Linked DNA regions of Mus musculus: regions 1, 2, 4, 5, 6 and 7 are each linked to region 3. The links are chromatin contacts, called in public HiChIP or PLAC-seq and promoter capture Hi-C maps. All regions are on one chromosome and are shown on one strand. Each heading gives the region's core, a stretch centred on a gene start, on an enhancer-like site or on the middle of the called end of the contact. The rest is flanking DNA. Distances are from core to core; before and after follow the strand shown.

Region 1 (2,775 bases), core at 103-2,602, 830 kb before region 3:
GACTTCCTTTTGTCCTGAGTGTACCTTTTTATTTCTCTAGTAGCACGTAGTAGGTTTTCTATTTGTCTCTCACCTCCCATCCCAGCCCCAACCCCCTTCCTCCTTCTCCTCTTCTGTTCTTGTTTTGAGACAGCTGGAGCTACATAGAGATTCTGGGACTCACTAGACCAGGCATGTGCCACCACACCCAGCCTTTCCTTCTGTTTTAAAAATGGGTCAGTGAGATGGCTCAGCAGGTGAAGGGGCTTGCCACACGACTGAGTTTGATCTGCAGGACCCCCATGGTGGGGAGAGAAAGCAGATGCATAACAGCTGTCCTCTGATCTCCACGTTCCTGTGTGCGCGCACACACACCACACACACAAAGAAACAAATTAAATTAAATAATTGGGGTTTCTATTGTCATGCATTGATGTGGCAAAGTAAGAGGATTAACCATACTGTATCTCTCCTCCAGAAAGATTGGTTGCTGACTGGACACAAAGCTACTATATGTAAGGTCCTGAGTTCAATCCCCAGCACTGAAAAGTGAGTTCCAAGCCACCCTGAACTACAGTTTGAGACCTGTGTCAAATTCCTTCCTCCTAATTTCTGGGGAACTATTAATGAAATTGATGACCGTCATGGAGAGTTCAGTCAGACTGTGAGCCAGCGCTTTTTCATTTAAGATGTCCAGACTTTTGAAGAAAAAAAGAAGAAGAAATAGCACCCTCAGACGAACTTGGGTTTCAGATTATTATATGCATATCAGAAATATAAGAAGCATGCTTATACTAACAATTGTTAGTTGTTGACCTGAAATTAACTTCAATAAAAAATTGTTATTATTTATTTATTTTATGTGTATGGGTGTTTTGTCTGCATGTATGTCAGTGTACCACGTGTGTGTCTGGTGCCCTCAGAGGCCAGAAGAGGGCACCTGGTACTGGAATTATAAATGGCTGTGAGCCACTATCTGGATGCTGGGGATAGAACCCAGGTCCTCTACAAGAGGACTGTGCTCTTAACCCCTGGGACATCTTTCCAGCTCCTGAAATTAAAATTTAACTAGGGTCCCTCTATTTTGTCCAGAAGCCCTAACCTGAAAAGACGGCCTCATTTTTCTATTCTTTAAATGTTTACTAAATCTTGCTATTGTTTACAACGTGGCGAGCTGTGTGGTTTCATGTAACCAATCTCTAGGTTTTCTAAAGCAGGAATTATGAAACTCCTTTCATAGACTATTAAGAACGAAAGGAGATAACTGTATGCAATAGCTCCCTAACGTTGTTATTGTCGCTTCCAGCCCAAGCCCCAGAAGACCGGGACTACATATCCCACAATGCTAGGCGGCGTCTCCTCGCCATTACCTCATTCCCTGTCGCTCTCACCAATCCCAGCCTGTCCAGGGGTGTGGTAGCCGGCTGTCCTCGCGACTTTTGCTGTCCCCCGCCTCCTGCCGGCCTGCTCCTGTCGCGAGACTTCCTGCTCCTCCGCCGCTCCCCTTATCGTCGCCTTTGCTGGGGACCCGGACCCAGCCTCTCCCCCACTCGGTCACCAGCCCCGGCTCCTCCGAGGCCTCGGTCCCCCAGCCCCGCCTCGCCGCCGCCATGGCGGACCCTAAATACGCCGATCTCCCCGGCATTGTGAGTACAGGGCCGGGCCCGGCTCCCCAGACCGCGCCCCCGACCTCCCGAGGACCCCCAACAGAAGCCAGCCCGCGACCCCTCCCGCTGGCAGCCCCCTAGCCCCAAGGGTCCCCGCCGCTCGCCCTTCGACGGCCGCAGCACCTTCTGGACTCCAGACCCGACTGGGCCGGGCCGTTGGACCGCGTCGGGCCCTTTTTCTGGCAGTAGCCGGTTTCTCCGCCCAGAAATCGCCTCCGGGCGCTTACCACTTGAGCCCGAATGTCTGTACCGTCCATGTCAACAGTGCCCTTGTCGCCCCAAATTTCCCGATTGCCCGCCCCCGCACCCTGACTCCAGCCGAACTCACCAGGCCACTTGGTGGCCTTCATCTTGCCAGGGAAGAGGTTACTGTTGCAGAAACCTTGTGCCAGTGGGGAGCTCTGTGCATTGCGAGCACCTGTGTGCTTGCTCCTCATGCACAAGCCGGCATGTACCCTCCGTTGATGCTGTCCTCTCTGCATTCTCAGGGTTGGGGGCGGGGGGTTGGCACACCGGACCTTGAGAACTAAGGTCCTGAGTCACTCTCAACCCTTGTACAGTGATGTGCAGGGCCTAACTCAAGAAACCCTCACCAGATTAGGACAAGATAATTACCAAGGACTGGCCTCTCAGCCATGTTCAGGGTAGCATCTTTCTTTCACTATGGACGTTTTATCCCAGATCCCAGTTTGTACCTGTGGTCATCCCACTGGATGAAACGGACATAGAGTTGACAGGGGAGGTGGAGGGCGGAATCCTTGAATGACAGTCAGGTTTTGCAATGCCTTGTTCAAAGGAAATGGGATAAGGGATGAATGCTGGGTAATGAGTCTGGGTGGTCACCGCTTCTCCCTGCAGGCCAGGAATGAGCCAGACGTTTATGAAACCAGCGACCTACCTGAGGATGATCAAGCAGAGTTTGATGCGGTAAGACTGTGTGCTACCTCAGGATCCCTCTGGACTCTGACCTTTCTCCCCAGATGCAGGTCCTTTTCCTTCTCTGGCAAGCCACAACAATAAGTGGGTATGCCAACCCCAGCCTGGGTGGTGTGGAGGTCTCAGGGCTTTCAAAGGCCTTGCCCAGCAGCTGGCAGCCACCAATGAACAATGCCAGAAAGGAGAGTCGAGC
Region 2 (2,700 bases), core at 139-2,638, 940 kb before region 3:
AATAAGGAGGTCAGTGGGGTGCTTTCTCTGTCTCTCAGGGCTTGCAGGTTTTCACCCAGCATCTGGCTCCTGAATCTTCATTTGGTAAGTCAAACATCTGGCATTTTGTTTTTTTTTAAACAATGAAGAGATGTTATTGCAGAGTCTAATAAAACATAAAGAATCTCGAGGACTTTAAAAATATTATATTCCAAATAACTGGAAAACTTAGATGAAATTAATAAATTTCTAGACTCATGAGACCTATCAAGATTAAACCGAGAAGATATAACAGGTGTCTAGCCAGCTGAGGAGTGGAGGGCTGCTGGTGGGTCAGTCTCATTGGCCCTCAGGGGCTCCCTCCTTTGATAGATGGAAAACTTGAAGTAACTTCAGGCTACCCTCATTTTTGGAAAATAAATAGAATTATTCACGAAGTAACTGAGTCAATGGGGTGTGAATTAGACAATAGTGTACACATACACTATGCACTCATATCCTGTGCACACACACTGTGCACACATGCCCTGTTCACACATGTCCTGTGCACACACACATTGTATACACACACTGTGCACACACAAACTATACACACATATACTCACATATACACACATACCCTGTGTACACATACATTGTGCACACATACTGTGCACACACATACTGTGCGCACACACTGTGCACATAAACCCTGTGCACACACACACATACACATACACAAACACTGGGCTGCAATACTATGCCAAACAAGAGTGCTCTAAAGGGTGAATACTTCTGCCAGATGTGAAGTGTGTGGGTGGATTTGGTGGTGTTTGGTTGGTTAATTTGGTTCAGTTTTGGTTGTTGTTGTTGTTGTTGTTGTTGTTGTTGTTTTGAACAGGGTTTGTTTATATAGTCTTTAATGTCCTGGAACTAGCTCTATAGACTAGGCTGGCTTCAAACTCACAGGGACCTTGCTGGGTTCGTATCCTAAAAGATAATTCTTCCTTCCTTGTTTCCCAGATCAAGGCTCACCCGCTGCGCTTAGATGCAGAAAGTTTGATTTCATAACTTGTCATAGTGGAAAACTGGGTTTGTCCATAGAGTTTCTCCTCTCACCCTAGAAAAACAAAACAAAACAGGATACACCCCATGTCTATGCATGCATGTGGGTGTCCATGGAGGCCAGAAGGAGCCACCAAGACCCCTGCCTGTGCTGGAGTAACAGACGGTTTACTTTGATGCTAAAAACCAAACCCGGATCCACTGCAAGAGCAGTGACTTAACAATGACTCATTTCCCCAACCACTAAATTGTTTTCAGTTTTTAAATCCAGTTAGTTATTTGTTAACTTCAGAGGCAAGCCAAGCTGCCTAGGACTGAAGTCTCACTGTTGCCCGTGAGTGCCAGCCAGTGCGCCACACTCTTGTTGGAGATGAACTGTAGGGCCAAAGGTCAGTGTCAGCCCAGGGACACCACCATTCCTGGTTTCTTATCACCTCATAACTGGGGGTGACTGGGAGCTCTGACATGGAGCAGGGCTGCGTGTGTGTGTGTGTGTGTGTGTGTGTGTGTGTGTGTGTGTGTGTAGTTTATACATGGTTAAATAAAGTAATAGTTGGGGAGACAGCTTAAGCAGATCCACAATCATCAATGAAATTAAAACAGAAATGAAGAGCCTCCCAATAGCTGAGCAGTGGTAGTGCACACCTTCAGACCCAGCACTTGGGAAGCAGAGGTAGAAGGATCTCTGTGAGTTTGAAGCCAGCCTGGTGTACAGAGTGACAGCTATGGCTACACAGGAAAATCTTGTCTCAAAAACCAAAACACCAAAACCCAAGAAAACAAAAGGCTTAGGGTTTTACTGCTGTGAACAGACAACATGACCAAGGCAACTCTTATAAGGACTGGCTTATTTAATTTAATCGCATTTAATTGGGGCTGGCTTACAGGTTCAGAAGTTCAGTCCATTATCATCAAGAGCATGGCAGCATCTGGGCAGGCATGGTGCAGGAGGAGCTGAGAGTTCTCCATCTTCATTTGAAGGTTGCTAGCAGAATACAGGCTTCCAGGCAGCTAGGATGAGGTCTTAAGCCCACGCCCACAGTGACACACCTACTTCAACAAGGCCACACCTCCTAATAGTGCCACTCCCTGACCCAAGCACATACAAACCATCATAAGAGGTAAGCACAGAGAAGCAAACACTGGAGCTGGTCCACAAAGCAGGAACAGTGGGAACACCACCAAATGCATCGATGAAGGCAGCACTTCCCTGGTACCAAAACCAGAAGAAGAAACGAAGAAAGGAAATTATAGTCCAACTTCCTTGGACACAGGAACAACAACAACCAATCAATCAAATTTAGGCAAACTAACTCAAGAACACGTTCAGGCAGGAGCAGATGGACTGGGCTAAAGTATAAAGAAAACGTCATAAAAGACCCATTACTCTAGGTGCACACCAAAAAAGTAATTTTTAAAATAGGAAAGGAACAATGATAACATTGGGGAGACAAGAGCCAGGACTGGACCATCCATAAGTCCAGTCCCAGGGGATCTGGTGCCTTCTGACTCCTGAGGTCACTCAGCACACACGTGGTGCATGCACATACATGAAGGTAAAACATATAACATCAATAAATCTAAAAAAAAATATTTTCAAAGAAGGTGAGTGACGACAAGATGACTTAGCAGGTAAAGGGACTCAGTACCTAACCTGACAACCAGAGTTTGGTTCCC
Region 3 (2,700 bases), core at 6-2,505:
CCTCCCTCTCTCCACCCAATGAAAGCCCCGCCCTTCCCTCCTCCCTCCCACCCCAGTCTGTCATACAGGGACATCACCCTACAGCAGTTCAGGCTGTGTCGTTCGCAGGAAGCATACATTGGCTTTTTTGGGGTTTGCGAGTTCCCAGCCCATAGTTGGACAGGATCCAACAGTAGCCTTCAATTGAAGCAAGACCCAAGGACAGTGAGAATCTGGGTCCTAATCCTGAGTCCTGCCAGCCTGACATGGGTAAGTATGATAGCTGCCCCTGGGAAAGGCCTGAGGGATGCCCAGCTCCCTCTCTGGCTGACTCAGCAGGGGTGGGGCCTAACCTTTGCTCTTTTGGGGGAGTGAAGGAAGAGAAACGGACTGTGGGGGGGACACGGGGCTTAGCTGGTGAGCTGCTGAGCATTGGCAAGCTCCAGCTCTAAGGAAGAGCCTGGGGTTGTATCTTAGGTTAGGGCTTCCTTCCTCACCCTAGAACCCCCCGCTCCAATTTAAGTGCAGAGATTCAAGTAGTATTTTACTGTATTCATTACTAGTTCAGTCTTGGTCTTGTAAGAGATGCTTCCCCTCCCCCTAGTTTCTCTCGGTGTTTCTTCCTCCCCCCTTTAACCCACCACCGGGTCGGGGCTGCACTGAGCAGCTGCTTCCTGTTGCCCCAGAGGTTGCTGCAAGGGTGGTGGTGGTGGCTGGGGCCAAACCGAGCAATGAATAAAGTCGATTCTTAGCCCTGCATCAGCCTCACGACCCTGTTACGGATGGCCTCCACCATTGACAGGACAGAGAGCGTTTTGCCTCTGTGGTTTCCTGATTCCAGATTTGTACAGCTGTAGTACGGATAGGGCCGGGAGAAGCCTGTTTACCTAGCAGGGCGCTGTGCGTGACCCCGACATGCTCTCGGCCTTGAGTTCCCTCTCCTGCTCTCCTAGGCCTCCTTGAATCTTTGTGGCTCCCACTGTCTCTCCAGCCTCCTTTGTGAATAAGTCTTAGCTGGGCGCCCCGTGCCGGCAAAAAGAGCTCTTCAAGTACTCCAGTTCAGACCCACCGCTGTCCCCAACTACGCCGCAGAAGTTTCTGTCTTTTCCTGCATCTGGGATCCTTCCTGGTTCTGGCCCCTAGGAGACGCCACCCGCCGTCCCCTCCCCCAGCGGAGCCTTCGCGACAGCCGTCCCTGAGCGCTCGTCCTCACCCGGGTGGCTCCTGCCCCTTTAAGCGCCGCCCCCCCCCCCTCCGCCGCCGGCCTCGGGCTGGGGGAGGAGGCGCCGCCGCCCGGCTCGGCCACCTGCGCCGCCGCCGCCGCCCGGCCCGGCCCTGCTTCAGGTGAGGCCCGGCATCCGCCTCCAGGCCCGGGGTCCAGGGCAGGGCGTCCCCGCAGCCGCTTCCTCCCCTGGGATCCAAGCTCTGACCTTCCCTGCGCCCGCTGCCCTTGCTCTCTCCCCCGCCCTGCCTCCTCGCCCGTTCCTCCCCTGTCCTCTGCGCCCGGGATCCGGAGGCTTCTCACGCCTCTCCGCCATCCTCTCCCGGGAACCCCTCCTATTCCGGCCCTGGATCTCCCCTCCCCCGCGCCTCCCTCGCCAGAAAGCTCTCCCGCGGTCTGGGTTTCGCCTCCTCTTCTCTGGAACTAGCGCTTTCCCACGCCATCCTAACCCCGGAGGGGGGGGGAGATAACCGCCACCCCAACCCCTCTCCTGGTAGTGCGGGGGGCGGGGGGTACGACGCACGTTACGGGCGCTGTCCGCCCTGCTCCGCTCACCCTTCAAGTTCAGCTAAGTCTCACCTAAAGCTTTTCTTGCCGAGTTTGGGGTCGGACCCGAGCACCGCCCCCTGATCTCGGTGGGAAGGGCGCTCGGCCCCGCTGGAGCTGGCCCCTCCCCCTAGTCCGGGCGCCGGGGGCAGCGGCGCTGCGGGAACCTTGTGATACTCCGCTTCAGCGGCTGTTGCGGCAGAACAAGACTGGGGCTAAGTCTCTAAGGGATTGGGGGTGCTGGGTAAGGCAAAGGAAGCCCAACCTTCTCTATTTCAGGTTACTCCAGAAAACAAAACAAACAAAAACCCCGAGATGTCACTGTCTTATATGCCTATCATATGCCCAGCTGTCCGTTGGGGAATTTGGAGACTAAATCCGAGGGGCGCAGACCCACTTGGAGAAGGGGAGGGGTTACAATCTTTTTGGCATATTATGAGAGAACCTAACCTTACCAAAATACGGTGAGATTGTCTCCTCCGAACCTGAGTGCCGAAAAGGAACCAATGGGAATTGCTACAGGGCCAAGAGCTGTGGCTAAGGCAAGATCGGTTCAGTCATGGAGTGGGAGGTCTTTATAATTACCCTACCTTCAATAGGAAATACTCTTTCCATCCAGCTGAGCCCCGAGCTCCTTCTCTAGTGCCCCTGCCTCCAGAATTAGTAGAATGGGTGTCAGGGTTTGTCTTATACTACTCTGAGTCACAACTAAAGGTGCTGGGAAGGGCGCAGTGTGTGTGTCCTGTAGTGCTTAAGGTTGGATGCTTGGAGTGTCTTGAAGAGGAAAGGGAAGGTACAGCTAGGATGCATACCACCATCTCATAGCCCCAGCCATCTGGCTCCAGAGTGGCTGGCACAATGACAGCTGACCCAGAGACAGGGAGGTACAGCAGGAACTTGGAGGGTGAGAAGGCGGTGGCAGGTGTTTATCGCCACTTCACGTCTCATCATCC
Region 4 (2,700 bases), core at 94-2,593, 880 kb before region 3:
CCTTATCTCCACTAGTCTTACCCACAGCAAATGCCTTAAATGGAATCCTCGCTAAAGATAATACCCCTGAGAGCAGCCAAGGCAGAAGGGAGCTAACTGACCGCCAGCGATGTTCCAATCAGAACATAACAATGTGGCCTCTTCCTCGCCCCCTCACACCTCCACAACACATCATGTCTACAACCCAAAGAAGTGGTAATCAAAATAGTCCCTGTCAAGCTCAAGATAACTGCATGCTTCCTACTCCCGACCTAAGTAAGGAGAAAACCAGCCATGCCTCACTAGCCTTGGTTCCTCCACGATATCCTCAGGACAGGAGGTGCACTGGGCCCATCGGTCTCAGTTGCACTGTTCCGAGCCCCTTCTGGCACCTAAAGTCCACCAATAACGTCCTTGCCACCACGGCTCCTCAACCTTTCCCTGGTTACAGGTGACTCCATTTATAGCAAACACCATCACTCCAGCCAACAATGGGGACACAGCTAAGCCCAAAGACATATATTAGCATTTCGACCTCAGAGAGGGCATCCCTAGGGTAGAGTGGGGTAACTTCTCTGAAACGCTGAATCTCTGGAAAGGGCATGCAGGGTTAGAAGGTCCAAAAAGCCTAGAGGCATTCCCAGAAAAAGCCAAGGTTCGAAAGTCAAGGGCTGGGGCTCAAAAGCAAGGTGGAGAGGAAATCAAACTACTTCTCTGGCCAGGCAGTAGTACCCAGACACGCTTCACGCACTGTCGCACCCAGACCTCACCAATAACCCTTCAGAGCCACTCCCCTTAATGTCCCTCTGGCTGCAGCCGGATCCTGGCCAGTCCCTGTAGCCTGGGGCTGGACCTGACAGGAAGGAGTCAAGGAACAGAGCTGGATATCAGGTGAAGATGGAACTCTAGGGGAGGAGTAAAGGGGAAGGGGACAGACAAGAGTCTCCACCAGAAGCCACCCCGGGGGACACCGGGGAATGGTGCGCTGGGAACCAGGCCGGGCGGGGGAGAGGCGGCAGCGCGAGGACCCGGATGATCCTCGGGCCAAGGGGCAGGAGCCGGGGTCCCGCCGGTTCTTACCGAGTGAGCGACGCCCCACAGGAACACGCCCACCAGCGGGTCCGCGGCCCGGAACACCTTCACTTTCTGCTGTACGAAATGCTTCTTCTTGGTTTTGGAGGCGAAGCCGAATCCCGGGCCGGGGCCTCCAGCTGCCGCGGGTGCGGTGGCGGGAGGGACGGAGGAGGACGCCATAGTCTCCCGCGCACCCGAGCGAGTGGAAGCGGGAGCTAGCCGCGACTCCGAAGCCCGACCCGGAAGCGGTGCTCACCTGCGCAGCCGTCATGTGACCGGAGGCCCGCCCTCAGGCGCGCGAGCGGGGCGGGGCGGGGCCGGCGGGGATGGCTCCACCCCCTCGGCTGCCGGGCGGTCACCTGGCTCGGGTTGCACTCACAAGGATGCGGGGTTGGCGCTGTGCAGGGCGGCGCTTCTGTCGCTTCCGGTTCTGTCCAGTTTCTAGTGGATGAGCTCTGTCCGTAGGCGAACGTTCTGTTTGAGACCGGTCTCCTTGCTTAGTCCAGGCTGGCTTCAAACTTGCTATCCCCTGCCTCATTCTCGGTATAAAGTTTGGGTATTACGGAAGTGAGGATTGGTCCTCCATGAAGTTGGGGTTGCAGACTCCATGAAGTTGGGGTTGCAGACATGACAAATTTAAATATATACATTTAATTGTTCTATGTATATAGGTGTTTGGCTGGCACGATGTAAGTTCAGTGCCCCGGAGGCCAGAGGAGGGCGTCGGATCCTCCGAACTGAAGTTGTGGGAGCTGGGTGTCAAGTATGGTCCTCTGGAAGAGCTAATGCTCTTTTTTTTTTTTTTTTAAAGATTTATTTATTTATTTACTATATGTAAGTACACTGTAGCTGTCTTCAGACACTCCAGAAGAGGGCATCAGATTTCGTTACAGATGGTTGTGAGCCACCATGCGGTTGCTGGGATTTGAACTCAGGACCTTTGGAAGAGCAGTCGGCGCTCTTAACCACTGAGCCCTCCCTCCCTCCCTTCCTCCTCCTCCTCCTCCTCCTCCTCCTCCTCCTCCTCCTCCTCCTCCTCCTCCTTCTTCTTCTTCTTCTTCTTCTCTCTCTCTCTCTCTCTCTCTCTCTCTCTCTCTTTGTTTTTTGGGTGTTTGTTTGTTTGTTTGTTTGTTTTGTTTTGAGACAGGGTTTCTCTGTATAGCCCTGGCTGTCCTGGAACTCACTTTGTAGACCAGGCTGGCCTCGAACTCAGAAATCTGCCTGCCTTTGCCTGTCAAGTGCTGGGATTAAAGGCATGTGCCACCACTGCCCGGCTAAGTCATGTCTTCATCTTCTGGAAATATGAAATTTTAGGTCATGGCCCCAAGTTGATTTTTTTTTTTAATTCGTTCATTAATTCATCTAGTCAACAGGTATTTACTGAGAACATAATTGGAAGCCACTACCATTTTGGGGCTGATTCTCCTCTGGTTGAAGCAAAGGAAAAATTCTACCCTAGAGGAATTAAAAGTCTAAAGACGCAGACTAGCCAAGGAGAAGGCTGCAGTATTAAGAGATAAGGACATGCCGGGCAGTGGTGGTGCATGCCTTTAGTCCAGCACTCTAGGAGGCAGAGGGAAGCAGATCTCTAAGTTCCAGACCAATCTGGTCTACAGAGCAAGTTCCAGGACAGCCGGGGTTACACAA
Region 5 (2,700 bases), core at 132-2,631, 970 kb before region 3:
TCTCTCCCCTCCCGCATTCTCGACTCTGTGAGAAGGGACAGCTGTTTTCTTTTCGTGGCTGGAGACGCACATCTAAAGTATAACTGATCCCCACCCATGCCCTTTCTTCTTCTTTTCTTCTTCTCTTCTTTCTTCTTCTTTCTTCTTTCTTCTCAGACAGGGCTATGATGCTCTGTGACCCACCTGGGATCACAGGCATAAATCATTCCCTGCCCTCCATAAAGATAAGAAATCATGGTATCCTTGAAGCACTTGGATGAGGACTCCCACAGGTTCAAGTATTCACTGAACTTCGTGGAATACAATGGCATCCTGAGGTAATGAGCAATAGGAGCAGGAGGTGACTTTACAGGTAGGCTCCAGCTCTTCTGGTCCCACCACCGTCCTTCTGATGTTGGTTTAACCTATTTTGAGATCTTCTATCTTAACCTTTCCCTACATTCAGCAGAGTCTTTGCTTTGCACGCCCCCACCCCACCCCCCACGCTCCCCCCCCCCCAAACATATCTAGTACACCAATGGCCCTTTAACTCCCACTGGCCTCCATTCCGGTTCCCAAGCCTTCCCTCCGCCCACCCCAGTTCCTTTCACCTTCAGCAAACAAGGGGCATCTCTCATTGGGCTCAACAATTCAGGGATCCCGGGCCCCTGGTAAGCAGGCGTCTCCTCCTCTCTTTCACGTTGGAAGTGAATAGCTCCAGCTGGTAGGCGGCACTCATAGCGCTGTTTGTACTTTGAAGACACAACCACCACGTCTGAAGCTTGGCTCTGGGAAAGAAGGGTCGGGAAGAGGGGCAGGGAGGCAGAGGCTGGGACCAAGAACAACGAGATCCCTCTTCAGACCCTGGGGACGTGCCCAGTGGAAGAGAGAATAAGCCACAAGTCCTCCAGCTGCCCCGGCTGAGCGGAGGAGAGGGCGTTCTCGCTTCCCCACCCGGCGGGGTCCCAGTGATTTCACTACGACCTGGGGAACTAAGGTCTACAGTGGGGAGCCCTACCCCTGTCGGTGCCTGGTCTCCGAGGATGGGTCTGCCTGCCATTCCCAGCAGGACCGCAGGAACACCACCATCCCTTCTCCATTCCCCCATTCTCCCGAGCCCGGTGCGCAGTTGCCCTTCCTCCTCCACCGTGCGCCCCTTCCTCTTGCACAGGACCCTCACCTCGCCCCACACCCCTTACCTGCCCTCCCATGACAGGCAACGGCAAGATCTGGATGCCATAACGCATCTCACTCAGCTCCTCCAAATTCAGGCTCCCGACACCGCCCGTCAGACGCGCAGGTAACAGGAGCCCTAGAAATAGCAATCCCAACAGACTGGACAGCAGCACCTCCGCCGCCATCTTCCGCTCCGTCTCTGCTAGAGATGTCCCTTCCGCCCCAAACCTGGCAGCGGCCTCACCCGCCCATTAGCGCCCCAAGCTTTCATTGGCTGTCCGGGAGCTCTCTCTTACGTAACGCATCCTCATTTGTAAACGTGGCGTCAAAGCCTCCAGGGAGGCGGGTCGCATTGTTAGTAAAAATCAATAGCTGTTTCTGATTGGCCAAGAGCAACAACCAATCATCGGCGAGATTGGGCCCCTCCCCTCCTCGCTCCTTAATCCTGAGGTGTGGTATGTGGCTGTGTTCTTTTGCCTGTTGTCTCATCCCCAGCTGTCGGAAATAAACCTTCTTACTATTTTTCATATATTTCTTGCAATGTATGGCATCTCCATCGGGCAGAATATTGAAGCGGATGGTGAGTGCGGGGGATATTTTTGGAAGTTACTTAATATCTTTTCAAAATATACTATACAGAAGCATGCTTCTTCATAAAAATATACATATATCGCACAGATATTTATGTATGTACATATATAATTATGTACATATTTACATTTATATACACACAAATATACATGTACATATTTTTATATACACATATATGATAATATATTACCAACAACCAAATAATCTGTGTCAAAACCTGAATTTGCCCTCCAATAAAATTATTTTAAGAAGGAGAGTGTGGTAGTGCATGCCTGTAATCCCGACACTCATGACACAGAGGCAGGAGGCTCAATAATTCAAGGTCATCCTCTTCCATATTGTGAGTTTGAGACCAGCCTTCGATATTTGAGTCACACTCTCAAATACACACAGACACTGGCTTAGCAGGGTTCAAGCTGCATCACAGTTGGTGTACACACCTGGAATCCAAGCAGTCATCCTTGGCTACATAGAGTTGGGTTCAAGCCTGGAATACATAAGACTCTGTCTCAAAAGAAGAAGAAATAATAATGGAGCCAACAGTGGAGGTAGATGCCTATAATTATAAGCTGAGGCAAAAAGATGAACAGTAGGAGCCAGCCCAGCTTATGAATAGCAATCTTTGAGGAGGAGGAGGAGGAGGAGGAGGAGGAGACAAGGAGGAGGAAGGCAGGGGAGAGGAGAAGGAAGAACTAAAAATAAGGGCCTTCTGGTTAAAGTTGGGCTGGGTCTTGGGTATGTGGGTAAAGTGTCTGTTTGTCCAGACTGTAAGGGAAAACCTGTAAAAACAAAAGGGAAATGAAGCTGGAAACAGACGGTAACTGAATTAGCAACCCTGAGAATATCAATTCCTAGACAACGGCAAACGAGAGACATTATATACCATTGGAAAATTTCTGCGGGGAAGCTCACCACGCCAGGGGAAAATCTAAAAGATACACAGACACATATCCT
Region 6 (2,763 bases), core at 96-2,595, 830 kb after region 3:
GGTCCCTGGAGACCCAGAAGGAAAGGAAGAGACAGCCTGGTTTTGTCACAGCTCTTGGCTTAGGCTCTTCCTTACTTCTACCAGCTGTGCCATCCTGTTCCTGCCATTTGTTTCGCAGGCTTTCCAGAGAGTAGGAGGTGAGGAAGGAAAGAGGGTACGTGGTGGAAGAGGTTGTCCTTCCCTCCCACCCAAGTGACAGCTGGACATATAAGGGTTAGTCGAGTTGGCCAGATGGCATCAAGTTGTGCCAGGGAAGTTAGTGTGGGGAGGGGAATTCTGTTTTCCCAACCACTGCAGCTGTCGCCCCCATCAGCGTTAGAGAGTGAAAGCTGACTCAAGTCTCCACAAAGTTACATTAGGGGGAGGGGACAGATCAGAGGAGTTACTGGAGCACCGGGTCCTTCTGAAAGCTGGCCCAGATGCTGTGTAACCAGGGTGGATGGAGGAAACCGGAGTTGAGGGAAGAGGTTCATACCCCACGTTGAGGTGATCCACCAACGCTTCGGTCAGGCAGGTCGCTGCAGCGATAGCTTCTCTCCTCCTCTTCTCTGGGGAAGGGGAAAGGGGTTGGAGCAGACTTCGTATTTGAAAGATGGTGCTAATGGGTCCTCACGCACTTATTACTGTTCTAGAAACTGCCAACTAATGCCAGACCTCTTAAAAAGAACCTTCCATACATAAACAAAACAAACCCCTTTATTTTGGAGGCAAAGAAACTGGGGCCCTGAGAAGGGAATGGACACTCCATCAGGTACGCCCAGGACTCTTCCTAGACATCCTTTTTCCACTACTTTGGGCAATGGATTGGCAACTCCAGGATTCCCAGTCTAGGCCTGGGGAAAGTTGTGCCTTAGCTGTGTGGCAGACTGGGCAGTCCCCAATTCCTCCCACTTCCGGGGTGAGAAGCTGGCTGGGCCAATTGGCAACGCGTTTCGCGCTCCAGGGGCGGGACTCAGGCGCCGCCTGGGCGGGATTGAGGGAGGTGGCGCAGGGACCCGAGTGGTGCCAAGGGGACCAGGGCTGGTTGGCAAGGGGACGGAGTTTCCAGAAGTGCCGCCCCCAATTCCCTGCCCGGCACTCGGGTCGCCCGCTAGCCGGCGCCCTCTCCTTGATCTGGGAGGTTACCCGAGGTCCAGGCCTCTGGAAGAAGCTAGGCCGCGGCCGGGAGCTGCCGACCGACCGGACGCTGAGCTCACCCTGCAGCTCCTTGCGTTCGTTCTGCTTGGCTTGGTGTTCTTTGAGCAGGCGGGACAGCATGGTCGAGTCTGGCTGGGTGTGGGCACGGCGGACCCCTCCCTAAGGCTGCAGGAACTGGACTATGCCTTGGCTCACCCGGAAGGCGTCACGTGATCGCAGTATCACGTGACGCAAGAGCCTCCCTCTGCTTTTGGCATCTGGTGGTTGGTATTGAGGAGCTAAAGGAGCGAAGTGGAGGGTTGGTTGCTTGGTGGGTGAGCTGTTCGCTAATGAGGCTCAGTTTCTGGAGTCAGGAACACTTTTCGCATTTAGTCATGCTGAAGAGTCAGTTTTCACATGCTCTGGCTGTCGGGTTTTGAGAGGATTGGTGTCCTGATGCTGTCCACTACACTTCTGTTACTAGGGTAGCAGAAGCTCTCTGAACTCATTGAAATTCTTCTCCTTCCCTCACCTTACCTCCTGGCAATGCCGGCCGATTCTCAGTGGATTCCCAGCTTCCTCTCCCTAGAAGAGAATGCTTTCTCTTATTTCCCAGCCCTCTTGTCTTCTCACCTCTCCACCGAGGTTCTCTCAGCTCTGGGTGATCACTGTAGAGCAGCATTTTAGGCACCTCAAGCAGCCTTCTAGGGAGCTTTGCTAATGTTGCGGGCAGTGAGTGGTGAATGCGCAGATCTATCTCTGTCCTTTTGTGGTCAGGGAATGCGAACCCATTTTAGTCGTGGCAGAAGCGTAAGTGCTACTGCCAAAGTGAAAGGTAAATTATACAGTGCTTCTCCGACTAAGGAGGAATGCTTCCAGGACTAATTCCAACTAGAAAAATTATAAACACCATCAATTTATTGCTGTTGTTTCTCTCTCTCTCTCTCTCTCTCTCTCTCTCTCTCTGTCCCCTAGGCTCCTTGTGCTTTTCATGGTGGCCAGGAATCCACCAGCGCTACAAGTAACCGGAGCTAAGGGGTGCATTACAAGTGTGCAGACATACCATGTGTCCCACAACTTTGATTCTAGCAGGCCTGAGGCAGAAGCAGGAGGATGTCTGTGTATTTGAGGCCATCCTGGTCTACAGAACAAACTTTGGGGCAGCTAGCAATATGTAGAGAGACCTTGTCTCAAAGCAGAAACACACAGACCACAAAAAAACGAATGTGGAGACATGCTGGCCAAACTTTGGTCAATTTTCTTACCCATTCTGAGCTTTAGTTTGATTGTTAATAAACTAAGGTGATTAGACTAATGTTTAGCTCTGGCTAAAGAGTAGAACCGCATTGAAGAGTTTGTAAATAATACTGTCATGTATGGTATACTGATGCAAACCTGTCAGGGGGCTGAGGTGGAAGAATGGGGAGTTCTAGATTAGCTTGGGCTACATAGCAAGACCCTGTCTCCTACTCCCAATTAAAAAGAAACTTGATCCCAAATTTATTTATTAAATAGACTTTCTGAAGGATTGATCTATGTATGTATGTATGTATGTATGTATGTATGTATGTAGCTAGCTAGCTATCTAGCTATCTATCATCTCTGTATCAGGTGATTCCAGAGTGCTTCCAAAGCTGAGGGACGTGG
Region 7 (2,764 bases), core at 105-2,604, 900 kb before region 3:
CCGTCTCCCAGGGTCCCCTCATTTGCCACCCTCCTTTGGGTTGGCCAGGATAGAAATCTTTGCAAAGGCACTCTGGGGAGGAGGGACAGTAAGCTCCCAGGCCCGTGCTCCTCCAGTTCCATGTGAAGGTTCCCCATATCCTGAGCATAGCACAGATATGCGGGTGGGGGCAGCCATCTGGGCAGACACTGGAAACTGGGGGTAGCCATCTGCTTCCCTACAACACTCCCCCTTGCAATAGGTACAGACCATTCTCCCGGAGAGGGGTGAGAACAAAAGAACGAGGCTGTCTGCCACCTCCAGCCCCTCTCCTCCCACTCCAGTAATTACTATATATATTGTTTTGGACAGCCCCCCTCTCCAGCGCATGCACATACCCAACCCAGGGGGCAGTGAGGACAGCTCAGCGGGGCTATCTTTGGCCAGCAATTGGGAAGAGCTGCAATGTGAGTTCTTATAAAACCCTTTACAGGTAGGTAGATACCCCTCGCCCCACCCCCAGCCCACCATTCCTCTGCTCCCTTTTCGGAAGATATTCAGCCAGTGTGATCTGAGACACAAGGTTCTGGGCATCAGGCGATCACCAGAGAATTTTCCCTCCTGGCTAGCTGACTAAAGGAAAGAAATGGGTCCTCTGACCCTTCCTCAACTTCCTCAACTTGAATCAGCAGGAATCTAGAAGTGGAAAAGGACCTTAGATATTCTCTGTTAAATCATTTTTTTTCTGGAAAACACCCGTACATGCTCCAGCCCTAAAGCCCTAGGGCTAGAGTAAGCAGATGCCCTAACCCCAGCTCAAGCTCAATGCTGGCCCCCTCAGACCTCGCACTCACCACGTCCCCCCCGGGAGAAGCAGCAGCCGCATTTTGCCAGCACTTTTCGAATCACACGGGGACAGGCACAGCGACCCCCTTTGTGACCCCCCCGCATGGCGCCCGGGGCCCCCCGCACCCCCCACCCGGGCCGGCCATGCAGGGGGAATCACGGGGGGCGGGGCGGGGCGGGCGCAGGGCGCACACCCCCCTCCCTCCCTCCGGGGTCCAGGCTTGGAGAGGGGGGGAGAAAAAGGATGGGAGGCGGGGGTCCAGGAGTAGACGGAAGTCGAGGCAGGGGAGTCTGGAGGGAGGGCCGTGCGGGGCTGGGCCGCGGAGTTGGGCGGGGAGGGTTTCCGGAACCCCGGCGGTGCGGGGCCCAGGGTCCAGATGTCCAGCCAGAGGAAGGGGTGATGGGGGAGGCCCGGCCGGGATGCGACAGCCGCTCCAGCTCCGTCTCCGGCCTCGGCTTAGGGGTGGCTCTAGGCCCGGGCAGGGAGGTGCGGGGGCCGATTCCCAGAGCCACTGGAGCCGCGCGGGTCCGGGCCGAGCGGCGAGCGGAATAACAGGCCGGGCCACGGTGCTGCCGTGGGGCGGGGCCTCTGCGGCCAGGCTCCGCCCCTCCGCGCTTCCCCAGCCCCCTCCCCCAGGCACCTCCACGCTTGCAGTCCGGGTCCCCAGACCTCCGCCCCTCCTCCCAGGCCTGGGCTCCCTCTAGCATCCCAGCTGCAACTGCGGGGCTCTGGGTTGGGTGGGCGTGAAGGCTGGAGGTGGGTCTGCCTTGCTCGCCCCTTGGACTCTAAGATGAAGAATTCGCAGGATGGGGCCTTGTTGTGTGTGAATGGTTCTGAGGTTCTGGCTGTCTCCCCCGCCACCCCTCACCCCCATGCCCCGAGTAGGGCTTGTGTGCCTGGGGAACACTTTGTAGGGAACACAGCCCAGGTGCCGCCCTCTCCCCCGACCCATCTTTCCTCCAGGCCCCAGAACTCCAGCTAAAACTAATCACCAATTAAGGCGAAGTCCGGGCGCCTGGGCTGGCCCAGGGCCAGGGGTGGGGCGCGGGGACACTCCACTCCGCCTTCGGGGGCTCGGGACCCGCCGAAGTGAGGACACACATCGGGCTAGAAGAGAAGCGTGGTGTCTGCGATTTAATGGTCCCATGCAAATTAGGCGCAAGCCTTTATGCTAATATGAACAGAATCTATCTGAAGTCACCACTTTGCGCAGGATGGCAAATTGTGCCCCACCCAAGCCCAGCTTCTTACCGGGCTGCGGAGCCCAGGCGAGGACCTCAGGTTCGCGCTGCCCTGTCTGATCCTCCTCGATACAATCACTCTCTGTCTTGGTACTCCCAGGCCCTAAGGGATCTCTCTCCGGGGGCTGCCGAGACAGAGTCACTGTAAGGACCCTTTCCTAGGCTGCCACGACCTCCCCCTTCTTCTCTCCCTCCTGTCAAAATACACATTACTCTGAAAGCGTCAACCAGAACTTGGCATATGGCCCTCGTAACTGAATTTATGGATCCTTGCGACTGCTCCATATAACTTTTGTTTGCGGGGAAACTGAGTCGTGGAGTGCAATTCTCCTAAAGTCCTCTAAAGACCCCCCCGACCCCACCCGCGGTCCCTCCTCCTTACCCCCTCCTGCCCGGGTACGGCGCATGCGCGCAGCATGCCACCCATGACCCCCAGTATCCGGTCAGTGCGGCCAGGGGTGGGGCGGTCCGGGGGCTTCATGCTGGACCCCTACCCTGCTTCAAGTTTCAGGGCCGAGGGGCCACGGAAGCTGGGGGGCTCTGAGGCCTGCGTGCGTCCGGGGAGTTGCTACTGCCGAATCCGCCCCCCTGCCCGGCTCCGCCCCGGCTCCCACCGCAGCCAAACTTCTCAAAAGGGGTAGGGTTGTTCCCTTCTCCACAAACGTAGCTGAACCACAAACAAACCCCTCTTAATCCT

Evidence for each region. Promoter capture Hi-C pulls out the DNA fragments that hold promoters and counts their contacts. HiChIP or PLAC-seq counts read pairs in DNA pulled down with a chosen protein or histone mark. Capture Hi-C pulls out chosen DNA fragments and counts their contacts.
Region 1: a promoter capture Hi-C map of pre-B cells shows a contact between it and region 3, with 6 times the contacts expected there. The contact joins the promoter of Dctn2 here to the promoter of Baz2a in region 3. A contact is called at or near these places in 6 of 39 promoter capture datasets (the C10 cell line, cranial neural crest, hematopoietic stem and progenitor cells and 3 more), 3 of 115 datasets of contacts at active chromatin or transcription factors (embryonic forebrain, embryonic limb bud and pancreatic cancer cells) and 1 of 9 other capture datasets (liver).
Region 2: an H3K27ac HiChIP or PLAC-seq map of regulatory T cell precursor shows a contact between it and region 3, with 6 times the contacts expected there. The contact joins the enhancer-like site here to the promoter of Baz2a in region 3. A contact is called at or near these places in 3 of 115 datasets of contacts at active chromatin or transcription factors (astrocytes, regulatory T cell precursor and thymic regulatory T cells).
Region 4: a promoter capture Hi-C map of adipose tissue shows a contact between it and region 3. The contact joins the promoter of Pip4k2c here to the promoter of Baz2a in region 3. A contact is called at or near these places in 1 of 39 promoter capture datasets (hippocampal neurons), 2 of 115 datasets of contacts at active chromatin or transcription factors (cardiomyocytes and embryonic stem cells) and 1 of 9 other capture datasets (adipose tissue).
Region 5: a contact with region 3 is called in a promoter capture Hi-C map of pre-B cells, with 5 times the contacts expected there. The contact joins the promoter of Os9 here to the promoter of Baz2a in region 3. A contact is called at or near these places in 5 of 39 promoter capture datasets (the C10 cell line, erythroid cells, hippocampal neurons and 2 more), 1 of 484 Hi-C or Micro-C datasets (pre-B cells), 3 of 115 datasets of contacts at active chromatin or transcription factors (astrocytes, double positive thymocytes and thymic regulatory T cells) and 3 of 9 other capture datasets (adipose tissue, liver and pancreatic islet).
Region 6: a contact with region 3 is called in a promoter capture Hi-C map of pre-B cells, with 5 times the contacts expected there. The contact joins the promoter of Bloc1s1 here to the promoter of Baz2a in region 3. A contact is called at or near these places in 3 of 39 promoter capture datasets (3T3-L1-derived adipocytes, liver and pre-B cells), 2 of 115 datasets of contacts at active chromatin or transcription factors (memory CD8 T cells and regulatory T cells) and 1 of 9 other capture datasets (adipose tissue).
Region 7: an H3K27ac HiChIP or PLAC-seq map of embryonic stem cells shows a contact between it and region 3, with 4 times the contacts expected there. The contact joins the promoter of Arhgef25 here to the promoter of Baz2a in region 3. A contact is called at or near these places in 2 of 484 Hi-C or Micro-C datasets (B cells and embryonic stem cells), 8 of 115 datasets of contacts at active chromatin or transcription factors (astrocytes, bone marrow-derived macrophages, effector CD8 T cells and 3 more) and 3 of 9 other capture datasets (embryonic stem cells, liver and pancreatic islet).

The regions. Positions count from the first base shown.
Region 1 is chr10:127,264,910-127,267,684 of GRCm38.p6, forward strand. Dctn2 (dynactin 2) reads left to right here and starts at 1,353. Exons shown (of 14, transcript NM_027151.2): 1 at 1,353-1,625; 2 at 2,505-2,573. The coding sequence starts at 1,590. Gm40800 (a long non-coding RNA gene) reads left to right here. Exons shown (of 2, transcript XR_872171.2): 2 at 458-835. It also overlaps a transcript of Kif5a not described here.
Region 2 is chr10:127,149,398-127,152,097 of GRCm38.p6, forward strand. No RefSeq gene overlaps it. Among named protein-coding and RNA genes, the nearest start is that of Gm51819, 9.3 kb to the right of the region's middle. Within about 2 kb of position 1,389, at least 62 of the 459 cell types and tissues checked have an H3K27ac peak or open chromatin away from gene starts, as enhancers often do. A contact at or near this core is called in regulatory T cell precursor and thymic regulatory T cells, where this site is marked.
Region 3 is chr10:128,091,528-128,094,227 of GRCm38.p6, forward strand. Baz2a (bromodomain adjacent to zinc finger domain, 2A) reads left to right here and starts at 1,256. Exons shown (of 30, transcript NM_054078.2): 1 at 1,256-1,323.
Region 4 is chr10:127,210,279-127,212,978 of GRCm38.p6, forward strand. It overlaps Pip4k2c (phosphatidylinositol-5-phosphate 4-kinase, type II, gamma), which reads right to left and starts at 1,344. Exons shown (of 10, transcript NM_054097.3): 1 at 1,060-1,344. The coding sequence starts at 1,233.
Region 5 is chr10:127,119,779-127,122,478 of GRCm38.p6, forward strand. Os9 (amplified in osteosarcoma) reads right to left here and starts at 1,382. Exons shown (of 15, transcript NM_001171026.1): 1 at 1,179-1,382; 2 at 591-767. The coding sequence starts at 1,340.
Region 6 is chr10:128,922,179-128,924,941 of GRCm38.p6, forward strand. It overlaps Bloc1s1 (biogenesis of lysosomal organelles complex-1, subunit 1), which reads right to left and starts at 1,346. Exons shown (of 4, transcript NM_015740.3): 1 at 1,197-1,346; 2 at 476-548. The coding sequence starts at 1,257.
Region 7 is chr10:127,187,418-127,190,181 of GRCm38.p6, forward strand. It overlaps Arhgef25 (Rho guanine nucleotide exchange factor (GEF) 25), which reads right to left and starts at 1,355. Exons shown (of 15, transcript NM_001358557.1): 1 at 834-1,355. The coding sequence starts at 930.